Linked DNA regions of Mus musculus: all the other regions are linked to region 2. A link is a contact called in public HiChIP or PLAC-seq and Micro-C data. All regions are on one chromosome and are shown on one strand. Each heading gives the region's core, a stretch centred on a gene start, on an enhancer-like site or on the middle of the called end of the contact. The rest is flanking DNA. Distances are from core to core; before and after follow the strand shown.

Region 1 (3,297 bases), core at 651-3,150, 320 kb after region 2:
GTGGAATATCATGCATCCTTGGCTAACTCAACTGACTTTCCTCCCTCTAGTGAGGAAAGATCCTCCAATCAGCAGCTGACTTCCTCAGGGATTTGGGGAAAACTTCTTCCCCCCACCCCCACCCCCACCCCCACCCCCACCCCACTGTGTGTTCAGGTGCTGAGCCTATGGCGTCCTGAACTCATAGCTCAAGCTTCCTACTTCTCCCTGGTCTCCAATTTCTTTTTTCTAGCATGCCAGACTCCCCCCCCCCCCAAAGGGTTAGGCAAATGCCAGAAAGTTTGCTCCAAAAACACTATACCAAAGAATACAGCCTCAAGGTGAGTTATGACTTCTACAGAACACAGATCTCAGCTTCGTGCTGAGTCCCTGTCTAGAAGGAAGTCACTTTGAAGTTTCCATGCTGCTCAGAACTCACCCTTCCATCCATTGCCTAGACTTCCCACCTGGTTCCTGATCCTCTAGCTTTCAAATTCTGTGTATTCCTTGACTCTACAGTCTGTTCAGACTTCCCACCTCTAGAGGTTTCTGAGGTATGTCTTGCCCCACAGCCTAAGTGTTCCAGAGGCATGTGAGTGCTCAAACCCAAGAACTTGACCTAGAGAGTTGGGGAAGACTCACATCTTCCTTCTGCCATGATAAATTCCCAGGCATCTCTCATGAAGGCGGATTGGAGAAGTCTGGCTACAAATTGCTGGTTAAGAAATAGGTCACAACTTGCTGTAAATAGGACCCTGATTGTCCTGATTATTCCGGTCCATGGCTTCAGCACTTTCCCACACAACTGTAGCTACACACACCCTACTTTTCTCCTGATTAGCCCTCCTTGTTAGATGGGAGACATTGAATGGGAAATGGCTGGGACATAGAGAACTGAAGTGTTCATTTTCTCCTCTTACCCTCACTTGTAAGGAGACGGCGTGATTTCTTCTGAAAACATAGAGGAGAATGTAGAGGGGCTTTTTTTTAGTCCCCAAATTAATATAAATTATGTTAGAAGCGAAATCGAGTAGAAAGAATGGAATATTTTCTTCTAACTCCTGCCCATACTCACATGGTCTCCTGCTGCCCTCGTTCCCCTCCGGCATGGTCCAGGTTTTATGAGCAATGAGTCTGCATTGACATATCATAATCACCCATGGTTCATGCTTTACACTAAGGTTCATTATTGTGTTGCACATTCTGTGAGTGTTGATAAATACATAATGACATTTTCCTACCATTATGGTACCTCACCTAATAGTTTCATTACCCTAAAAGTTTCCTAAACTCCATATATCCATTCATCTCTTTTCACATGGAAACCCCTGAAAACCACTAATCATTTAGTACTTTCATAATTTTGCCTTTTTCTGAGTGTCTTAGAGTAAGAATCGATCTTACAGTCTGCATCCATTCCCACTTAGATTTTGCATTCAGTAATATGGATTTAAGCTTATCCATACCTTCTTATGACTTCAAAGTTTATTTCTTTTCATCACTAAGTGCTTTGTCATAATCTAGATACATGACAGCTGCTTATCCAGTCACATAAGGAAGGGTATTCTGTTTATTTCCAAGTTGGGATAATTACAGATAGTCATTACCAATATCTTAAGAATGACATCAGCCAGGACAGACTCTGTTGTTGCCAGGGTAACAACTCCCCAGATCTCCACAATTTAAAAGCGCAAAGGTTTTGCTGCTGGTTTCTGTTTTAGTTTTAGTTATTTTCATCCATTGTAACTTTTTGATGAATGGGAGTAAGCTATAGTAAAATCATATATAGCTCAGAGTGTCAGATACATAACCAACCCAAGACTAACCAAACACGTGAACCTGTAGATAAATTACAGGGAACTTGGAATTGGTACCTCTTTTTGAGCTCTATTCCCCAAAGACTGACTCAGTAAGCTAGGCAGTCACCGGGTTCAAAGGATAGCCAACAAATGGAAGGAAGGAATAAAGGAAGGGAAGGCGGGAGAGAAGGGGGGATGGAGGGAGGGAGGGAGGGAGGGAGGGAGGGAGGAAGGAAGGAAGGAAGGAAGGAAGGAAGGAAGGAAGGAAGGAAGGAAGATTGAATATCTCCTTGTGGGAAGGAGGATGCAGGCTAACATCCCAAAGTCATTTTAAGGAGACATTTTGTTCTTCTCTGAGCCTCTTGGGGAAATGACATGGTGACTAAAAGAATTGTTGATATGTGTTGTCCTTCCCCATTAAAAGGAGCTAAAAAAGCCCTGGGCACCAAGATGTGAACTATTTCCTTCAGGGTAGAATAGAGGCACTAAAAATAGCCTTGGAAAATAAAAAGTTGTAGAGGTCCAACAAGGAAAACAAATCAGAAATAAAGTTGGCACTGAGAAAGAAGACAAACCCTCACAGGCAGTAGGAAAAAGAGGCTATTAGCTTGAACACATAAAAGCAGGTACATTTTTCCCACCCACGGAGCTGCTGGCTGGCATTCCTGCCGTGTAAATCAGCCTCTGGAGAAAAGGAAGATGAGTCAGAGTCAGCCAGGTCGGATTACGTTGTGCCAGGGCACCAAACAACTCCCCAGATCTCCACAGTTTACAAGCTCAAAGATTTTTTCTTTCTCCCTCGCAATGCGTGCCCAGCGTGGACTCAAGACACCCAGGTGATGGGGGTTTCACTTCCTTTTAAACAGAGGACAAAGGTGATGGATGTACTGTTTTGCAGCTCCCCGGAAGTATGGCACATCGTTTCCCCTTTCATTTCATTGGTTGATGCAACCACATGACCAGGGATCTCAAAGTAGCATGAGAGCAAATCGTACCATGTGCCCGAAGAGGGGGGAAATGTTAACTGAAGTAAACAGCTCTGCTGTGGTCTAGGATAAGGAGCCTAGGGAAAATCAGGTAGAGAGAAGAGAGCCGAACAGCAAGTTGGTTTCCTAGCTCTCACCCAAACAGGCAAGAACAGCAGCCCCTCAACCCTGTCCCCCTGGCATAGCTATGACTTTACTTCCTGCAAGGATATCTCAGGGTAAAGAGCCAGGATCATTGAGTCAAGCTGTCATTTGGTCATGTCAGGGACACACCAGTTGTGTGACCTTGCCTGATGCAAGTTATTTAATCTCTCTGGACCTCACCTGAGCTGTGTTAGGTGGATGCCAACAACACCTATTTCACCTGGTAGTTGTGAGAATGAATCATACAAGTGAAATGCTTCAGATCACAGCTGCTCAAACTGGCCTTTGCCCGTAAGCTTTCAAGAGACTGCTAACCCCTATTTCTGACTCAATTGGTCCTAGATGGGGCCTGAGTTCATGTTTCTAATAAGCTGGTGCCAAGGTGACTG
Region 2 (3,152 bases), core at 156-2,655:
TGACACTCCTTCAGTAAGTACTTGATTTAGAGTCCCAACTCGTGAACCTAAGAGCATCTTTGCAACTGCCTCAGCCAACAGAATGTGACAAAGGGGACATGGCATGACCTCTGAGCACAAGTGATTGAGAATCTGGGGACATGTCCTCAGGGAGCCAAGATATAGGATATGAGATGTCTGTTTGCTTCATAACCCTCATGCTCATGAGGAGATCCCACAAAGGGTGACATCCAACGAGAGCCAGCTCTTCTTGTGCTAGGCCTTCCCATCTTCCCTTCCTAGGCAGCAACTGGAGAGTACAGCTTCCTTCCCATCTTGTCTGCCAGCCTCAGACCTAGCCCTAGCCTCAGCTTCAAACCATCCCATATGATTTTGAACAGAGCAAAGATAAGCATGTCCTATCAAGATTTCAGGTCTGCGAACACATAGACCTTTAATCTGGGTTAAGCCTTTACATCTTCAGGTGATTTTTCCTTGAGAATTTTGTATAATATGTTTTGATCACATTTACCCTCTGCTACTCCTTCCAGATCTACACTCCCCTTCCCCACTTGCCCACCTTTGTCTTTTATTTTATTTTATTTTATTTTATTTTATTTTTAACATATCAAATCCAAATGGCATCACTCTTATGCTCTTGGATGTGTGGCTACTGGGGTTGACTGACCTATAAGGCTATAACCTTAAAGAAAACTGATGCTCCGCCTCCTAGCAGGTATTGATTACCCAGAGTCTCTCAGCTAGGGGTTGAGTTTCATTCCCATTTCCTATCTTCATGCTGGAATTTTATCTGGCTTGAGCTAGCATAGGTTTTGTGCATACTGTCACAACAGCTGTGTTGTGCATATGTGCGACCACCCTATTGTGTTGAGTGATTTTTAATGCAGCATTGGGACACACTAAAAAAAAAGGATTCAGGTTTACATGGTACTATGTAGGGGAATAAACAAAAGTATACTCTCCTTATATTCAAAGCCTTTTCTTCAACCTGTTGGCAGTGTAGTCCTTGGCAAGGATCTCAATCCCTCAGTTGTCTCATCTGTATGATATGGACTGACTGTGGTTATAGCTTCAGAAGGTTATGGCGACAGTAAAATAGAAGTCCATTACTAATGCGTGGCAAGGACCTAATGTCTGCCTATGTTGGGGTTTCAATTCAAACAAACAGTCTGACCCCAGACTACAATCCATTAAACCATAGCCCATGATATTCTCTCCAATTTCTGAAACCTATACCAGACAGGAACACCCGAGTATACCCCAGTGCTCATGGTAGGACATGATTTCTGGTCCTCCCTGGTCCCTGTCTATTCTGTGGTCCTTGGTGGGTGTTGCTCAGTGCTGCAGGCTGTATCCTCACTTCTCTTTTATGAGCACAAGATTACGTTGGCTTTTCTGGCAGTCACCTCATGGTGTTGACTCATCCTGAGTTGGCAGTGAAAACCCTGGAGTGTTCTTTACCACATGTGCTAGCATCCAGCTGCATTCCTTCTCAGCTAGGATTGGCACAGGGGGAGACTTTGGAAGCCAGTCTGCAAAGCTGCCTGTCTTGTTCCCTTTGGATCACTGTTATACCTGCCTGGTAAAGAGTCAAGCTGATCAGCTGGGTCCTCAGAGACATCCTGGATCCTTGTAATAAGTCTTCCCCCCACCCCCCTTAGGTCAGCCTGACTGGTATTGATCGCAATAAAAGAGTACAGAAAGACTAACCTCTGGTCTGCTTGTCCAGGAGGAAAGATGGGGTAAGGATGTCAGGGGACAAGACTGAGAAAGCCATTGTGATAGTTTTTATATGCTTGGTCCAGGGAGTGGCACTATTTGGAGGCGTGGCCTTATTGGAGTAGGTGTGTCATTCTGGGTGTGGGCTTTAATACCCTTGTCCTTGCTGCCTGGAAGCTTGTCTTCTGCTAGCAGCCTTCAGATGAAGATGTAGAAATCTCAGTTCTTCCTGTACCATGCCTGCCTGGGTGCTGCCATGTTCCCACCTTAGTGGTAATGGACTAAACCTCTGAACCTGTAAGCCAGCCCCAATGAAATGTTGTCATTTATATGTCTTGCTTTGGTCATGGTGTTTGTTCACAGCAGTAAAACCCTAAGACAACCATCATGGGGGACTTATGCCATGTGTCCACACTTTCTTAGCTTGTGGCAGTGTCGTCATTGGTCATGAACTTTCTGCTGAGTTTGTATATGGCCTTGTGATGATCAGTTTTGATTGCCAACCTGATGCAACTTAGAATCATCTGGGAAGAGAGTCTCAATGAGGCATTGTCTAGATCAGATTGACCTGTGGCAGTGTCTGTGTGTGTGTGTGTGTGTGTGTGTGTCTGTGTGTGTGTGTGTGTCTGTGTGTGTGTGTTGATGCTTTAATCAATGTGGGAAGATCCAGGCGAAAAGTGGGTGGTACCACTTTTTTTCCTTAGTTTTTGGCCCTGACTACATAGGAGTAGAGGAAGTGCATTACATCACAGGCATTTCTATCTCTTTACTCCAGGGTGCTTCAGGTCCTTACTTTAACTTTCTTGCAACAATGAACTAGAACCTGGAATTATGAGTGAAAGAAACCCTGCCTCCCACAAGTTGCTTGTGGTCAGGATACTTTAATCACAGCCACAGAAATTAAACTAGAATATGCTTGGACTCGATTGGTAGTCATCTGACTAGGATAGAGGACAGAGCTTCAGACAGGGCCCATGTTCTTAGAAGACTTGTGCTTCCTGAAGAGGTGGTTCAGGTAGCTTCCAGTCTCCCCAGGTTGACTATCACCCAACTCACATTTTTATTTTCAATTTGCCCACAGGGATCAAGTATTTTTTTTTTCTTTGCCTACTTTCTTGCTGAGCTACAACTTCTCTAAGTGATGGCCTTACTTGGTCATACTTGTGTGCCAATACTACATACTGTGCTTGCTCAGGTAGTCACTGGGTAGTCAGTGTGGTTATGGACCTCTGGGTGACTAGTACAGTACTGGGGCTTAACAACATCTCTTCGGCAGTCACTGGTGAGATCCTGACTCTTGTGGAGAGGAGATCACCAGGGGCTCTGCTTAGGCACTGTGAGATGCACAGTCAAATAAACACTGGTATATCCACAGTTCTCTGTAGAACAGTATCAAAGGACTGTGATGATGATGCCGTCAAAGGCTGAGCCGC
Region 3 (3,328 bases), core at 213-2,712, 270 kb after region 2:
TGATGGCAGAGGACCTGATCTGCCAGGAGAAGGCCATGGGGTTGTTCTATTGCTAGCAGCAGATGTGTGGGTACAGGGACCACCTTATTCAATGGCACTGGTCTACCTGGCATCCTGCCACTGCTCTTGCTTCAGACATCCCATGATTTGTTTAACTTGTCTAAAGTCTTGTATCCCTGTCTATAAAATGTAGATGAGCTGGGAGTGTGGTTTTAAGGCAGGACAGTTCCTTGGCATAAGAAGGTCTTAGTCTCCAACCCCAGCATTGAAAGGAAAAAAACGAAGCCAATAATATCAGTTCTATTAGATAGCATCCTGGAGAATATGCAGTGCTACAGTGCATTCAACTGTATTGACCCATATTTATTAGTAACTTTGAAGGTTTTGAAGGGACTGTGCTAAAATTGAATGTCTTTTAAAAAAACGGAAATGCTTGCTAGTGAAGTGGCTACTTTAGAAGAGCTAGCTGGGCAGCTTGAAGGGAACTTAAAGACAGCTATAGGAGGGCCTGATTTAGAGTTTGAAGAGAATGGGGGGGATGTCTTCATCTGAGGAAAGCTTTTAGAGTTCTTAGTCTTGTCATCAAAGGACGATTAGCTCACTCTGCTATTCCTCTGCCATAGGAAGCAGATTCTCTTATCAGGGAAAAGTAGAATAGACCTCAGAGTCTCTGGGAGTCTTTGAGAGATTCTTAACCAAAGGGAACACTGGAAAAGGTAGCACCATAGACAAGGACCAGTGGGTGAGATAGTGCATGCAACATCCAAGAGCATTCTCAACAGCGACCAAACTTCCCTTGTGATACCCTGGTACCATTAAAGGTTCCTGGAGGTAGACATGAGCTCCTGGCATCCTATGTTCATCTCATTTTTACTAGAGCCTGCAGTCTTCCTTGTTCCTTCTCCTTCATATTCTCAACATCCTTCATGGCTCCTTCTTAAGTCTCATAGCCTCTGTTTAAGGACTTTTCCAAGAACTCTAGCATAAGACAATCTACCCCTTCCCTGAGCCCCAGAAGTACTGGTAATAGCTCACCCTGTTCAGTAGCTGGTGGTTCTTTAACCTCCATAGCTGGAGGCATTGCATAGAAGTATCTCCTGCAAATGAAACAGCCCTTGCAATACATCAGCAGCCACTGGCAAACACCCCTGCCGCTTGTTTTCCTCTTGCTTCACAGGGATATTATTACCATCATTTGGTCACATATGGTGGATGGCATCCTTAGGAACAACACAGTCCTTGAAACAGGATTGTGTGGGCATTAGCTGTTATGCCAACCCCTTTTCTCCCACTCAGGAAAACATCCTGAAGAAGCAATTGAATGAATATCATATTAATATTAGGATAACCTTGAATCTTCTCTAATTCATGTTTATTTTTTTAATCAACTGAGAACACTGGTACTTAAGCTATATGAGTCACAAATTCCTTGTGGCACACCTCATAATAATATTGTGACTCACTAGCAGGCTGTATCCCCAAAGGTATGAATTTCTCTGGCGTTTGCCTGTGTGAACTCTGCTTTCCTGGTTACACAGCAGAATTAGTGAGGGGCAGCCCCCGACGTATTCACCTCCTCACAATGGCATCCAGCGAAAGTTTTCCAGAGAGTTTCCTGATGGTGAAGCCCAGAGGAGCTTGTGTGTGGTGTTGTCTAAGCTGTGGTTCTCAACCTTCCTAATGCTGCAACCCTTTAATGTAGCTGCAAATGCTGTGGTGATCCCCAACCATAAAATTATTTTCATTTCTACTTCAGTACTGTAATTTTACTAATGTTATGAACATAATGGAAATACATACTTTTGGGAGCTAGAGGTTTTCCAAAGGTGTCACAACCCACAAGATGAGAACCACTAGCTTAGCAGAAGATGAAAGTTATACTAAAATGAATTCAGTGTTCTATCTACCACTGTCCAATACCTATAAACATTTCTAAGAAAGGGGAAATTTTCATAAAAATTATTTGATGTACTTTTCAGGTCTTTTGTGGATTGCCAGTGACAGAAAGCTGGCTCAAATGCAAACATCTTTAGCAGGAAAATGGACAAGCAAGTGGGCATAATGGTACGTGCCTGAAATCCTAGAATTCAGGAGGGTTAGAGAGAGAGCTTGAGAGTTCCAGGCTGCCCTGGGCTATGTAGCAAGACCCTGTTTCAAATTCTTCTTTCATATATTTGAAAAGTCTGAAGACACACTTAGTTTCAGCAAAGGCTATATCTAGGTGCCAACCCTTTCTCAATCATATCAAGCCTAAATTCACTTTTCAGACTGCTGCAGTTGTTTGCCCCTTTGATGTCTTTATTTTAGCATGTTCGGTGCTGCTATGGTAAGGATAGTTGCCAACAGCTTTAGATTCACATTCCACTGGCTTGACAATGGCCAGCAATTCCTGTCACTCTCCTGATCATTTTAGAAGGTGCCAAGGGATCACACTTGAGGCCATGCAATGCATCACAGAATCATACCAAAGCAACCCCCTGCAACTCGGAAGGGTTGCATGCTCAGCTTGGAGAGGGGTGGGAGAGACACAGTCTAAAATAAGAAGTTCAGGGTATCAGAGAAGGTAGATTTCCTTAAAGATAATACCAGTGCTGTTACTAGAGCTAATAGGAAAAGATGGTGGGCAGACAATTGTTCCTGATATGTAATAAGCCTGAGAGAGGCAAAATGGTTATGCATAGAAGGCAGGAACAATAGTTTCCATGTCAACTGCTGTCACCATGGTAAGGATGACACCAATCCACTGTGTCATTTTGGACATAAGGGGCCCTGACATTGACACCAGCACAGTGGAATCTTCATCACAGGCCAAGCTAGACTCATCATAATGACTTGAACTTCTATTACATACTGCTTCCCATTCACTGTAAACAAGAGTTGATCCTGGCTGGGATCGCAGCTGCCATGTCCATGGAGATGTGTGCTAGCTTGGCAAGTTGCCCCCGCATCATAAGGAATGTTTTTCTTGACAAATATATTCTCAGAGAGAAACACACACACACATGCAAAATCACACACCAACATAGACATATCTTCACACACAGAGACATAAACATTCACTCATAGAAACACACACACACACACACACACGCACAATCACACACTCACACAGACATGAGTCTCATACACACACACAGACAGACACTCACATTCACACATAGACACATATACATACTCACACATATAACCATACACTCTCAAACACACACACACTCATATACATTCACATGCAAAATTCACATACAAACACATAAAGTGGCACACACATTCACACACTTTCATGGAGATGCTGTTTCATTGGTTTGGTTTGGTTTGGTTTGGTTTGGTT
Region 4 (2,994 bases), core at 290-2,789, 260 kb after region 2:
GATAATGATAATGGGGAGGAGGAGACGGAGAAAAACAAGGAAGTAGCAGAAGAGAAAGCAGAAAGAGAAGAAGGAAAGACTGAGTTTCAAGTTCTTATATGTAAAGTGGGATTTTAATATGTTTTCTGAGAAGATGTTTGTTACCTAAACAGAAAAATGGTTATAAATGTGACCCCCGCAGTTCCAGGCAACATAAACATGCAACCAGTCTTGGGTAATGATAAGAAGTAGGATCCAGTTATTCTTTGGAGTGGAGGTGTCTTCTAGACGAAGTGAAGAGATTTAGGTGTCATCCCTGAGGTGAGCAGAGAGAATCAAGGAAGCTGTCATGAGACATGTCTAATGTTATAGTCTGTCAAAAGTGGCTATCATCCTTGAAGATTATTTAGATCCAAAATATTATCTTTTCCAGACATAAACTTCTTTGAGCTAAAGTGAATCCTTCATAAGTTCCCCAGATTTTCAACACTCTTAGGGGAGGTATTTCCATCACATACCAGTTCCGGTTCGTGATGTCACCATATGGTGCTGTCCAGAAGCTAGGGGATCAATCCATTTAGATAGAAAGATGAATACAGGTCCAGAACTGGGTAGCCTTTGTGCTACTAAAGCCCAGCTGAGCAGGCCTCCTGGGACAGTGGGTGGGAAGGAGACAGCACCATAGTGGAAAAAGTTGCTTTAATTTTAACTTTTATTCTGCGTTAACCATTTTCCCACACTATTTTGTAACTCACAGTAAGGAACGAGAACAAAGCAATAAAAGCAGAATATATTCAAATAAAGGCCCACAGTGCCGTGTAGTAGTAGGTGGTGGTGTCCTTTGGGGCTCATTTTTTTTTAACTGCCTCATTTGTTTCTGAATCTGAAATTTCAAAACTCAGAAGAAAAATATCTCAGTCTTTTGACTCATGTTCTAAAACATAAACGTTTAGATTGTCTTTGAATCAATGCATAAAAACATAGCTCCCGAATGCCCCTTTCCTTCCGTGATGCCATCCTGATGATGTCATTCATTCGTGAGTAACTTACAAGGAAAGCTTTGGTATTTTCTTCATCTGTCACCTTAATCCATCTCTGCACACAGTAGAGTTGTATCATATACATAATACACTGTGCCTTTAGCAAAAATAGGGCCGAGCTAGAGAGAAGTAGGAAACCACAGAGGAGTCCACTCAATACCCCACTAGCCCACAGGCAACTGCTTGTGTGTCTGTCTCAGAAAAATCTCTAATTGAAAACATAATTGTCCAGGTCGAGCACCAATATAAGTGTTCAAAATTCAACTTTTGGTGATCACAGAAAGAACATCACCATCGTCAAACCCTGCAGGAAACCTAACAGTTATTGGAGGGTGATTTCCATGGTATGTACCATCTTCAAACTAACCTCTCTCCTTTCTCCCCAAAGATGTGACTTTAGTTCAGGCCAGAGGCAGGAGACACCAATTGGGATAGCTGCCCAGATCACAGGGGTTGTCTCCATGGCACCCTCTGTCCTGTCTCTGTACTAACTGCTTCTGGAGCAGAGACATCTGACCCAAGCCAAGGAAATCAGAGTCTGCCTCTCAGGAAGCGGTGACCTCAGTAGAAAAATGCAGACAGGGATGTCTGTGTGGCCACTGAGTGGCATTTCCAGCAATCCTCTGGGCTGAAGTCAAACTGGCCAGGTCCCTTACTCTTATCAAATCCTAATTGCTTAATAACTTACTTAACCTAATGAATTTTCATAGCGTCATCAAGTAAACTAAAGTGAAGTTCTGTTTTGTTTTGTTTTGTTTTGTTTTGTTTGGGGAGGATTACGAAGAACCTTCAAGAATCTATTGGATTATCATCCCCTTAAGTTAAGATTCTTAGAATTATAACTGACTTACTAATGAGTCATCAAAGAGCCCAGAGAGTGTCTGCTGTAAGAACAGCCCTGGGTATCACAAAAGGAAGATACCAAAGGCAAGAATCAGAGTAGTGCCTACAGTGGGTGCCATGGAACTTTACGCCAACAAGATGATCTGGTCTTAAACCGTTCTAATATCGGTAAAGTTCTAAGTTAGAGAAGGGAAGTGCACTCTAACACTTACACAGGATGTCCTTCAAATAAGCCCTTCAGATGTACACAAATACTCACAGGAAAGACATTCAATATGTTTAAGTCAGAATTTCTGAAACATATTTCAAATAGCTTCTAGTTTTCTCTTCCTTACTTCCATCTCTGTCCTAGTTTATTCTCTGTGACTGTAATAAATCACTGACCAAAAGCAACTGGAGGAGGAAAATGTTTATTTTAGCTTACAGGTCCATTTTCAAAGGAAACCAGGGTAGGAGCTCAAGGCAGAAGCTTGAAGCAAAAACCTATGGAGGAATACTGCTTGTTGGCTTGCTCCCAGACTCATCATTTAGCTAACTTGCTTGTACGGCCTATGCCTACCTGCCTAGGGATGGTGTCACCCACAGTGGACTGGGCTGACACCAATTAGCAATCCAAAAATGATCCCACAGACATTACAACATGTCACTCTGATGGATATAATTCCTCAACTAAGGTTCCCTCTTCCCAGATGACTCTGGGCTTTTGTAAAGTTGACAACTGAAGTTAACTGTGACAATTACCCTACTCACAATTAATCTACTACCAACATTTTGGGAAGCATAACCAGAATTAGGTGAACAAAACTTCTAGTAGCTTTGTCTTTACACTTACAACTCTAGTACAGAAGTTTGATCTTCTTCCTTATGTATTTGCAGATAACTATGGGGTCTGGCCCCATGCTGGATGTTCTAGGGACTGCTATGGTGTTATGGAGAGAATAGAGAGACTTGGTTAGAGTTGCAGCTCCAATCTGAAACTCAAAACTGACTTATTACTGAAGATCTTCCCATCAGACAGGGTTAATGACACCCACCTCACCTCAGCCCTGAACAGTAAAACAAATTGAAAAGGATAATGGATAGGAGAACACTTTGTGAACTCCAAGGCATTAAATTAACATTAGATTTTTTA
Region 5 (3,283 bases), core at 246-2,745, 430 kb after region 2:
CTCCTTCCCCCTCTCCCCTCTCTCTCTCCCTCTCTTCTCTCTCTCTCGCTCTCCCTCTCCCTCTCTTCTCTCTCTCTCCCTCTCCCTCTCTCCCTCCCCCCCCCTCTCTCCCTCCCACCCCCTTTTTCCTTCAGTCCAGGACCCTATCCCATAAAATGTATCACCTGCAGTCAAAGTGGGTCTTCTCAATTCAATTAGCCAGTCTAGAAACTCCCTCATAAACATACCCAGAAGTTTGTCTCCTAGGTAATTCTATATCTTGTAAAGTAGACAATGAATAATAACTGTCACAGTGACCAATGGACCAAACAGATCCCCTTGCAGTTCTGAAGTGCTGCCAAATGAGAGCTGAAGTATCAACTCAGCCAAAGTGTTACTGGATGAGAGTGGCACCTCAGTCCTCTTAGGCAGTGTATGTCATAGTAAGATACCCATGCTGGCACTGTCTTTAATTTTTACCATGATTCTCAAAAATCGATAGGTACCCATGACTCTCCATTTTATAGATGAACAAAATGAGGCTTGAGGGATTGAGTGATCTGTCAAAGGTCTTCTGGTAGAAGAGGCAAGATTAGAACTTTGGGCTGTCTGTGTTCTGAGAGAATATTCTTTTCTCTGTACTATGTACCCTACCTAAGAGCTGGAGCTATGAGGCTTTTGTTACAAAGAAGTTGACAAGATCACACGTGTGTCCTTCCCTCAACTAACCTCTTGAGCACTGCCTGTGTCAGGAAGAGTCCTAAGCACTTGCGAGCCATAATGCATGAGGCCCAAAGCCTGCCCAAAATGCTTGATGCTCAACAACTCCTGGTTTTCTAGTGTCCTCCAACATCTGACAAAGGGCTGGGGAGATACCTCAGCCAGCAAAGTGCTTGCCTTAAGAGCACAAAAATCTGAGTTCCATTCCCAGAATCCAATTTTTTAAAAAGCTGGGCATGGTAGCATACATTTGTGAATGCAGACATGAGACAACCACCCAGTGGCCAGCTAGCCTAGCCTACTCAGCAAGTTCCAGACCAATGAGAAACCCTGTTTCAAGAGATAAAGTGTTTGGCAGCTGTGAGTGACAGACATGGTTGTTCTCTGACCTCCGCATACACAAATATATGCATAACGCACACACACACCCCAACAAAGAGGCACCACCTCCTCAGGAAAGCAGGACAGGTCCCTGGGCGCATATTTCCCACGTCATGTGTTCTGTTTCTTACAGAAGCATGACAGAGGTAGGGGCATCTGGATGTAGGATTAGACTGTGTCATTTTAAATCAAAACAGCATCCTTCATGATCAGTGGCCTCTGTCTGCCTAGAGAGATTCTATTGTTCGGGGTTGGGGAAGAGTTGTTCAGATTAGCATAGAGATTGCCTGGACCCTAGGGAGAAGGGTTCAACAGCTGATGAAGGAGCAGCTGGAAGATAGTTCCTCCCCATAGCTCTGCAGCCCTGGAGTGACACAGCATTTCTCCAGGTTCCAGCTCCTAGAGCAACAGGCGCCTGGCTGCAAGAGAACAAACACAGCAGTTGGAATGACATCTTTCGGTTATCCAATCCCTCTTCATTGGTGGTACTCGTTGGGAATGATTTCCACCTCCCTCTTGAACAGTCAGAGCTATAAATAAAGATCCCCAGAGAGACTGAATCCTGCCCTTCATTCTGGCCGCCTCTGTGACTCATTCCACAAACCAGTTTTTCATCCATCCCCCCTGATTCTGAGGGGAGAGTGAGTCTAGGCAGGTGTGGAGGTCAGCGTCACATGTGTCCATGGTCACTGCATCCCATGAGCATCCACTTAGGTGTGGTCCATGTGAACTCATGCGTGTGTCTGTGTGCACAGCTGTGTCTCCTGTGACAGGCTGTTTAATTTCAAAGAAGCCTCTCTCACACAGATCCAGGATGACAACCATTAGCTAGGACTCCCTGTTACATCACAGGACCTTCTCTGCACAACTGCCCTACGCTAAGCAAGGTGAACAGGATGCATCCTCTTGTGTCTCCATGGACTGCCGTTGCTTAAAGCAAATAAAATCCCTGAGTTGCAGCAGAGCTTGAGAAAGCGATACTTCAGGAAAAGCAGAGTCTCTTCTGAAAGAGAACAAGGAAGGCATTGATTCCTGGGGCCGCCTTCTTCCACTCAGGCTTTCTCTGAGCCCTGCACAACTCTAGCCTGTGCCTTGTCCCATTGTACAGAGATGGCAGACACACCCCAGAGAAGCGAAACAAGCTTCCGAAAGTCACTCAAGCTGTAAGTTCTCCAAACAGGAATTTGGGGCAGAGTCCAAGTGACCTTCTCATCTCAAAGTTCATCGAATGTTTTCTGTACACCTCAGACCTGTGAACACTCATCAGTCTGTTCCAGGGTAGAAAAAAAATGCAAAGCTCAAGGCAAGCTGTTGGTATCAGGCAGCTTCCCGACACTAGGATGGAATGCCTGAGGCGGGCTAGTTGTGAAGCATAAGGGTTGATTTCGATCACCGTTTTAGAGAACATGACACCTGTGGTGGCCCAGCTCTAGCTAGTGGTGCATCCACATGGTCTCATGGTGGAGGGCAATGGGAGTCACTCATGCAGAAGCAAGAAAAAGGGAGAGTAGGAGGCACCACTGCTGGTTTTTATAACTCACTTTCCTGAAACTTTACTGTAGGCTTTGAGTGTTCCCATAGAGTATAGTATCTTAATTTAAGGACCTTCCTCCAAGCTCCGCCTCTTAGAGGTACCAGATCTCCAAAACTAGAAAGACACAATCTTTCCATCCAGGAATCAATAGGGAAGAGTCAAACAATACCCAAACTGGACCACGCCTCCATCTTCACTCATTGCCAAACTCCTGGAAGTGCTGACTCCCAATCTGCCCCCTTTTCATCTCTACCCATAAGCTTTCTCGTGTCCTCTGGCAAGAGAGACACCAACTCTAATTCCTTCCTCTTATCATTGCTTTACAAATAGCCACTGACAGCCACTGCGCCGCTTCCTCCCTGAACCAGACTCGCAACCATTTCACACTTGAAAAAATTTCAAATCTTCAAATATATTTGCTCATCACTGTATCCCTTGGGCTGGTACCCGCAGTGCTGTCCAGTTTAGGTTAGATAAGTGTCAGTTGGGAGGATTAAGGGAAGAGTGAGCCCTTTCAGGGGGAGATGGTGGTGCCATGACTTACTGTGTGAAGTCTTTGTCTTAATTAAGGACTGGTTGGATGTCAGATGAAGAAAAGTCTGTCCTGGCTTTTCAGGTTGGGTAGAAGGATGGCATCAAGCTCAAAAGAAAGCTCTATGTGGGAAGATT

The links. Hi-C and Micro-C count contacts between places; a contact is called where the count stands out from the background. HiChIP or PLAC-seq counts read pairs in DNA pulled down with a chosen protein or histone mark.
Region 1: a contact with region 2 is called in an H3K27ac HiChIP or PLAC-seq map of vascular smooth muscle cells, with 3 times the contacts expected there. The contact joins two enhancer-like sites. A contact is called at or near these places in 2 of 15 datasets of contacts at CTCF or cohesin (both in the NIH/3T3 cell line), 3 of 484 Hi-C or Micro-C datasets (embryonic fibroblasts, embryonic stem cells and tail fibroblasts) and 5 of 115 datasets of contacts at active chromatin or transcription factors (the 3134 cell line, the NIH/3T3 cell line, embryonic fibroblasts and 2 more).
Region 3: an HNF4G HiChIP or PLAC-seq map of pancreatic cancer cells shows a contact between it and region 2. The contact joins two enhancer-like sites. A contact is called at or near these places in 1 of 15 datasets of contacts at CTCF or cohesin (the NIH/3T3 cell line), 1 of 484 Hi-C or Micro-C datasets (nephron progenitors) and 1 of 115 datasets of contacts at active chromatin or transcription factors (pancreatic cancer cells).
Region 4: a Micro-C map of embryonic fibroblasts shows a contact between it and region 2, with 3 times the contacts expected there. The contact joins two enhancer-like sites. A contact is called at or near these places in 1 of 15 datasets of contacts at CTCF or cohesin (the NIH/3T3 cell line), 8 of 484 Hi-C or Micro-C datasets (the C2C12 cell line, embryonic fibroblasts, myocytes and 2 more) and 1 of 115 datasets of contacts at active chromatin or transcription factors (embryonic fibroblasts).
Region 5: a contact with region 2 is called in an H3K27ac HiChIP or PLAC-seq map of heart atrium, with 10 times the contacts expected there. The contact joins two enhancer-like sites. A contact is called at or near these places in 1 of 39 promoter capture datasets (embryonic stem cells), 2 of 15 datasets of contacts at CTCF or cohesin (both in the NIH/3T3 cell line), 3 of 484 Hi-C or Micro-C datasets (bone marrow-derived macrophages, embryonic fibroblasts and embryonic stem cells), 3 of 115 datasets of contacts at active chromatin or transcription factors (the NIH/3T3 cell line, embryonic fibroblasts and heart atrium) and 2 of 9 other capture datasets (adipose tissue and macrophages).

Annotation. Positions count from the first base shown.
Region 1 is chr11:43,997,689-44,000,985 of GRCm38.p6, reverse strand. The region is part of intron 1 of Gm12153 (a long non-coding RNA gene); the gene reads right to left. Among named protein-coding and RNA genes, the nearest start is that of Gm12153, 40 kb to the right of the region's middle. Within about 2 kb of position 1,900, at least 20 of the 459 cell types and tissues checked have an H3K27ac peak or open chromatin away from gene starts, as enhancers often do. A contact at or near this core is called in vascular smooth muscle cells, where this site is marked.
Region 2 is chr11:44,321,809-44,324,960 of GRCm38.p6, reverse strand. No RefSeq gene overlaps it. Among named protein-coding and RNA genes, the nearest start is that of Il12b, 77 kb to the left of the region's middle. Within about 2 kb of position 1,405, at least 56 of the 459 cell types and tissues checked have an H3K27ac peak or open chromatin away from gene starts, as enhancers often do. A contact at or near this core is called in the C2C12 cell line, the NIH/3T3 cell line, embryonic fibroblasts and 3 more, where this site is marked.
Region 3 is chr11:44,047,610-44,050,937 of GRCm38.p6, reverse strand. The region is part of intron 5 of Gm12153 (a long non-coding RNA gene); the gene reads right to left. Among named protein-coding and RNA genes, the nearest start is that of Gm12153, 90 kb to the right of the region's middle. Within about 2 kb of position 1,462, at least 30 of the 459 cell types and tissues checked have an H3K27ac peak or open chromatin away from gene starts, as enhancers often do. A contact at or near this core is called in the NIH/3T3 cell line and pancreatic cancer cells, where this site is marked.
Region 4 is chr11:44,064,871-44,067,864 of GRCm38.p6, reverse strand. The region is part of intron 5 of Gm12153 (a long non-coding RNA gene); the gene reads right to left. Among named protein-coding and RNA genes, the nearest start is that of Gm12153, 110 kb to the right of the region's middle. Within about 2 kb of position 1,539, at least 13 of the 459 cell types and tissues checked have an H3K27ac peak or open chromatin away from gene starts, as enhancers often do. A contact at or near this core is called in the C2C12 cell line and embryonic fibroblasts, where this site is marked.
Region 5 is chr11:43,887,928-43,891,210 of GRCm38.p6, reverse strand. It overlaps a transcript of Adra1b not described here. Among named protein-coding and RNA genes, the nearest start is that of Adra1b, 53 kb to the right of the region's middle. Within about 2 kb of position 1,495, at least 35 of the 459 cell types and tissues checked have an H3K27ac peak or open chromatin away from gene starts, as enhancers often do. A contact at or near this core is called in heart atrium, where this site is marked.